Linked DNA regions of Pan troglodytes: region 1 is linked to region 2. The links are chromatin contacts, called in public HiChIP or PLAC-seq maps. All regions are on one chromosome and are shown on one strand. Each heading gives the region's core, a stretch centred on a gene start, on an enhancer-like site or on the middle of the called end of the contact. The rest is flanking DNA. Distances are from core to core; before and after follow the strand shown. Region 1 holds the start of PITPNM1 (phosphatidylinositol transfer protein membrane associated 1). Region 2 holds the start of POLD4 (DNA polymerase delta 4, accessory subunit).

Evidence for each region. HiChIP or PLAC-seq counts read pairs in DNA pulled down with a chosen protein or histone mark.
Region 1: a contact with region 2 is called in an H3K4me3 HiChIP or PLAC-seq map of stem cell-derived excitatory neurons, with 4 times the contacts expected there. The contact joins the promoter of PITPNM1 here to the promoter of POLD4 in region 2. A contact is called at or near these places in 1 of 7 Hi-C or Micro-C datasets (stem cell-derived neural progenitor cells) and 1 of 1 datasets of contacts at active chromatin or transcription factors (stem cell-derived excitatory neurons).

What each region holds. Positions count from the first base shown.
Region 1 is chr9:69,825,201-69,827,900 of NHGRI_mPanTro3-v2.0_pri, reverse strand. It overlaps PITPNM1 (phosphatidylinositol transfer protein membrane associated 1), which reads left to right and starts at 1,327. Exons shown (of 24, transcript XM_009423566.4): 1 at 1,327-1,503; 2 at 2,469-2,587. The coding sequence starts at 2,510. It overlaps CDK2AP2 (cyclin dependent kinase 2 associated protein 2), which reads left to right. Exons shown (of 4, transcript XM_009423569.3): 4 at 1-213.
Region 2 is chr9:69,672,786-69,675,485 of NHGRI_mPanTro3-v2.0_pri, reverse strand. POLD4 (DNA polymerase delta 4, accessory subunit) reads left to right here and starts at 1,301. Exons shown (of 4, transcript XM_001173013.7): 1 at 1,301-1,585; 2 at 1,811-1,900; 3 at 2,086-2,197. The coding sequence starts at 1,489. The region is part of intron 2 of LOC134807355 (a long non-coding RNA gene); the gene reads right to left.

The DNA of each region.
Region 1 (2,700 bases), core at 78-2,577, 150 kb before region 2:
TGTTACCCACCGGAACTTTCTGTGGCCCCTACCGCTCAGCCCTTCCCAGCACTTCTCCCACTTTGTCCCGAGCCTCCTTCTACCCCAGCAGGGGCTCAGGCCTGGCACCTCCCTGCCTTGTGTCCTGAGCCATAGTGACTCTTTTATCTGTGTGTCTTTTGCTAAATATGCCCTTTTTATATTAATAAAAGATGATTTGGAGTTGTGCTCTCATCTCTGAGCCTTACTGGGTCTGGTTCTTCAGCTAAGCCTGGGTGGGCCAGGCAGAGACAGGGGAAGAGGAGACTATGGATGGGGAGGGTGTGACTAAATGAGGTTTGACTTGCCTCTGTGGGCCATCAGCTTCTGGTGGGACCTGGGCCCTCTCCGCCCCAGCCGTGGCGCTGAGAGCCCTGGGCCTTCCTGTGGTGCCACCAGGGGGCAGCACAGGGCCTGGCTGCTTCCACAGCCCTTGGCGCTGTGGGCAGCCTGGGCCTGGAGGGCGCTTCCTCTGGATTGGCGGTGATGCCTGGCAGCATGGAAATGCCAGTTCACGCCCTAATGCCCTGACAACACCCCAGCCTCTGAATCAGCCCTGAAGGTCTCTGACTTCTCAGAGAGAAAGGGCACTGCTGCTTCCAGCACTTGGCCTCAGTGTCAAGGGGAGGAGCTGGCGGGGTGCTGCCGTCACTGCCCCAGCACCTTGTAGCAGGCTGGGTGGGATCCCATGAACCCAGCCTTGGGGTGCCTCGTGAGGCCTCTGCCCAGACTCCGGGTGGCTGGGTGACCGGACTTGTGGACCCGGAAGGCAGAGGTCGGGGAGGCTTTGTGGCACCATGCAGGGGCTAGCCCAGCCACTCACAGTGACAGCCCGTTTCTGCCTGGGCGTGTAGCTGGGTGACCATAGAGGCCTGGGGCCCTGGAGCCGAGCCCAGCCCTAGGTGGAGGCACGTCAGAGCCACCAGCTTCTGGCTAGACTGGTGGGGAGGCATTTCCTCTACCCTGGGTCCCAAATCTAAGGACTGCAGAGAGTGAGAAGAGGAGAGTGGGCCTGGGACCCCCCATATCAAACCACCCTGTGACTGCACACAGGAGGGCGGGGCTAGGGTGGAGATAGGAACTAAGAGTCTTTGGGGACCCCAATCAGCACAGAGGGACTAGGAAGAGCCAGAATTTAGGCAATGGCCTTTTTCCCACTGCCCGGGGGAAGGAAGGCAGGGGCCTCCCTCCCTGCCTCCTCCGCTGCAGGCGGGGCTGCCCGGACCCCGCCAGGGTGGGGAGGGCCAGCTGGGCCCAGGAAGGGGGCGGGGCGGCCGCAGTGACGCGGCGGGCGGCGGGGAGGGACTGCAGGGGCGCCGGCGGGCGGATCGAGAGGAAGGTCGGGGCCATGGGCCGGCACTGCGCCTCGGGAGGGTCCGGCCACCGCTGGAACCCGAGGCCGGGGCTGGGGGCGCTCCGGGCTCCGACCCACGGGCCGGCCGGCCCTGCCCGGGCTGGGTGAGGGGCGCCCGCCTCAAGCTAGAGGTGAGCCGGGGCGTCGGCAGGCGGGCCAAGAGCGCGGCAGGGGACCGGGACGCCGGCGAGCAGAGGGAAGTGGGGACAACGGGGCCTCTCGCTTGCTCGCGGGGTGCGAGTGGGGGATGGAGGGGTGCCTGCAGCGGAACCTCGGTGCCAGTCTGGGGCGCAGGTGGACGGAGCGGGTCTCCAGGGCCAGGGCCCGTGGGATACCAAGTGGAGCCACTCTGGCCTCAGTCTGAGGAGGGCTCACCCCCTGGGAAGAGGACGGAGTGGCTGCCTAGGCGCGTGGAGAGCCGGCGAGGGCCAGGGGTCCAGGAAGGATGCTGGGAGGGGGAGGTCGAGGACCCGGCTGCCCAAGAAGGCAGATCTGGAGGGCGGAGGAGATTACCGGTCCCGGAAGGTAGGTTCGGGTGCAGGGCGTGGGGAACCCTGGCAGAGATGCTGGGCGCACTGGGCCACTCCGCGCAGAGACACTTGGGGAACAAAGCTCTAGGTGGACGTCCGACAGTGGGGGACTTGGGACCCCGCCGACTCCGGGAAGGGGATGCAGGGGGCGGGTCCCCGAGGGGCCGGTCGCGGAAGGCGGGCCCGGAAGGAGGGGCCCCGGGGCTTCGGGGGCGCGCCCCAGAGGGATGCCGTTTCCCGGGGTTAGGACGCGGTCGCAGCGGGAGAGGTGAGGTGGCCCTCCCGCCCGCCGGCCGGAGCCTGGCGCTCGGGGGGGCCCGCGTCAGCGCGCGGTTGCCATGGCGACGGGCGGGCGCGGGGCGGGGGCTGCGCGGAAGAGGTCAGCGCTCAGCCTCGCTGCGGCTCCCGGCCCCGGCGGCGCGGGCGGCGGCGCTAGGCTCGCCTCTGCCTCCCTCGCGGCGGGCCCGGACATGGGGTCCCGTGGCCTGAGTCCCTCGGCCGGCGCGCAGGGCTCGGGGCCGCGCGCAGCCTCCCCGCACTGACTGTCGCGCCGTGCCCTGCGCCAGGAGGAGCGGAGGCCGCGCGCGGCCCGCCGAGCGCCTTCAGGATGCTCATCAAGGAATACCACATTCTGCTGCCCATGAGCCTGGACGAGTACCAGGTGGCCCAGCTCTACATGATCCAGGTGAGGGCGGCGGGGAGAGGGCACCTGGGCAAGGGGTGGAGCCCTGCCGACCCCGCCAGCCCTGCCCCGGGGCTGGGACCGGCTGGGAGCCCGGAGGAGGCAAGAGAGGCCCC
Region 2 (2,700 bases), core at 52-2,551:
GGAGTCTGTGCCCCACCCTCCCAGTATCCCTGGAAGGAAGAACCGGATGGGATCTTTGGAGGGTGATTAGAGCTGGGCTGGTCCCTGTGCTGGTTCCCAGACTCCCACTGGCCAGTACTTTTGCCTCCTGCCAGGAAGTTGGTGAGGGGGAGGCAGCAGTATGGGTGAGTCAGTGATGACAGGAGCCCAAGGGACAAAGGTCATGGGTGGAGAATTGAGAGACATTGTTTACAGCAGTCCACCTCCTCCAGGAGGCCTTCCAATGGTAATCATCCCTGTGGTCCTAACCAATCTCTGACCCACCCTTTCCCTCTTCTGGTAGGAATTATAGCCTCTCATTGACAACTGTGCATCTGTCTGCCTTGTGACAGTGAGCTCCTGGGGTGCAAGAGAGACTGTGGTTTGATTGGGGCCCTACAATGCCTGTGACTATCAGCAGTGATAATCATTTAGCTATGCTTCCTACTTTCAAAAACTTTTTGACATCTATTTTAATGAACATGTGGGAAAGTGCTTAGAACAGTACTTGGCACATGGCACGTGCAATGAGTGCTAGGTTTATTATTAATATTTTCTGCTCAGACTCACATTATTGTGAGAGACAGGGCAGATTTTGCCAATGAAGAACTAGGGATCCAAACACATTGTGGTGGGGGGACCAGACCCTTGCTCTGCCTTCCTACTCAGTATGGAATCTTCCTGACTGGTGGGGCGGGCCGGACACGACTTGGGACCCCAGGAGAGTCAAAACGGCAAACACTTACTCGGACTAAGAGTGGGCAGCATCTTTGGGCACAGACTGTGAGAAAGGAGGTTTCAGAACCCATGGGCTTCTCCAGCCAGGTCTCCTGGGGCCAGTGGGGGTTGGGTGGGAGCCGGGAAGGGGCCTGGATTAGCCCAAACTCTCTTCAGACCTCCAGACCTGCCCCCACAAGGCGGGGCGGGCCAAAGGACCGAGTGAAGGCTCCAGCTGGACTCTAGGGAGTTACAAACTGGCCACGGGGATTAGCGAAGCTGAAAAGAACATTTGCCTAGGAAGGGAAAACGGGAAGTGAGAGGCTGAAGATAACTCTCCTGAAGTCTCTCGGGACCCACAGCAGACCAATGGGGGCCGGGGGAGGTGGTGAAGTCGGGGCATCCCGACTGGTCCCCCGCCCCAGCCTGCCCCTCCTCCCGCGGCCCACAGCTGAGGCACCGCCCCGCCCCTCACCCTACACTGCCTACCATTGGCTAGCGCCAGGGCCCCGCCCCGCATAGGCGGCCTGCCATTGGCTGAGGTCTTTCCTGTTTGCGTGCTTTTGGGGGTGGGGGAGGCGTCCCTCCCTGGACCCCGGCGACTTCCTCTCTCGGTTTGTCTGGGTCATCTTGTCTGCCCGCCACTGGCCTGGCCCCGTCAGTCTCTCTCAGCAGCTGTCTTTCTCGCGCCCACTGGCCGGTCTCTCCTCTTCCCCGCAGTTGCCTCCTTCTCTGCCTGCCTGGGTGGCCGCCATGGGCCGGAAGCGGCTCATCACTGATTCCTACCCGGTTGTGAAGAGGAGGGAGGGGCCCGCTGGGCACAGCAAGGGGGAGCTGGCACCCGAGCTAGGTCTCTGAGGTGTGAGGGAGGCAGGAGGAGTGGACACGGAGGGGCCTAGAGGAGGCCCCTAGAGGGGCGGAGGGGCCGATGGAAAGGGAAAGGTGGCCTGTCCTCCCCTCCCGACACCAGGTCTAGCTGCGGGGTGGCAGAGGCAAAGGGGTGGTGAGGAAGGCTGGGAGGTGAGGGGCAGGAGACTGAAGCCAGCCTCGTACTGAAGAGCAGCTGTCATTGCAGGGGAGGAGCCCCAGCCCCGCGACGAGGAGGAAGCGGAGCTGGAACTGCTGAGGCAGTTTGACCTGGCCTGGCAGTACGGGCCCTGCACCGGTGAGAACCCACCCAGCCCCACGGAGGCGCCTCTCCCAGCCAGTCACCCACACGTCTCTGAAGTCACCCAAGCGCTTGCGTGACTCTGACCCTCAGGAACTGTCTCCCCCCAACACACACATTCTCCAGCTCAGACTCTACCCCACCCCCCACAAGTCTCCAGAGTCTTCTTCCCACCCTGGCAGGGATCACACGGCTGCAGCGCTGGTGTCGGGCCAAGCAGATGGGCTTGGAGCCTCCCCCAGAGGTGTGGCAGGTGCTGAAGACCCACCCCGGAGACCCCCGCTTCCAGTGCAGGTCAGAGACAGGCCGGGAGGGCTTTCAGGGGAGCCAGGGCCTTCTCCAGGCACCGTCACCCTGCTGTCCTGACCTGAGGGAGAAATGGATGGAGGGTTGGAAGGCCTTGCTGAACAGGCAAGAAGATTCTATGAGGTGCCTGGCTCAGGAGGACACGCCACTATAATAATTCTTTTTTTTTTTTTTTTTTTTTTTTTGAGACAGAGTCTTGCTCTGTTGCCCAGGCTGGAGTGCAGTGGTGCGATCTCGGCTCACTGCAAACTCCGCCTCCCGGGTTCACGCCATTCTCCTGTCTCAGCCTCCCAAGTAGCTGGGACTACAGGCGCCCGCCAACACGCCCGGCTAATTTTTTCTATTTTTAGTAGAGACGGGGTTTCACCGTGTTAGCCAGGATGGTCTTGATCTCCTGACCTCGTGATCCCACCCGCCTCAGCCTCCCAAAGTGCTGGGATTACAGGCGTGAGCCACCACACCCGGCCAATAATTCTTACCTCTACAAGCTA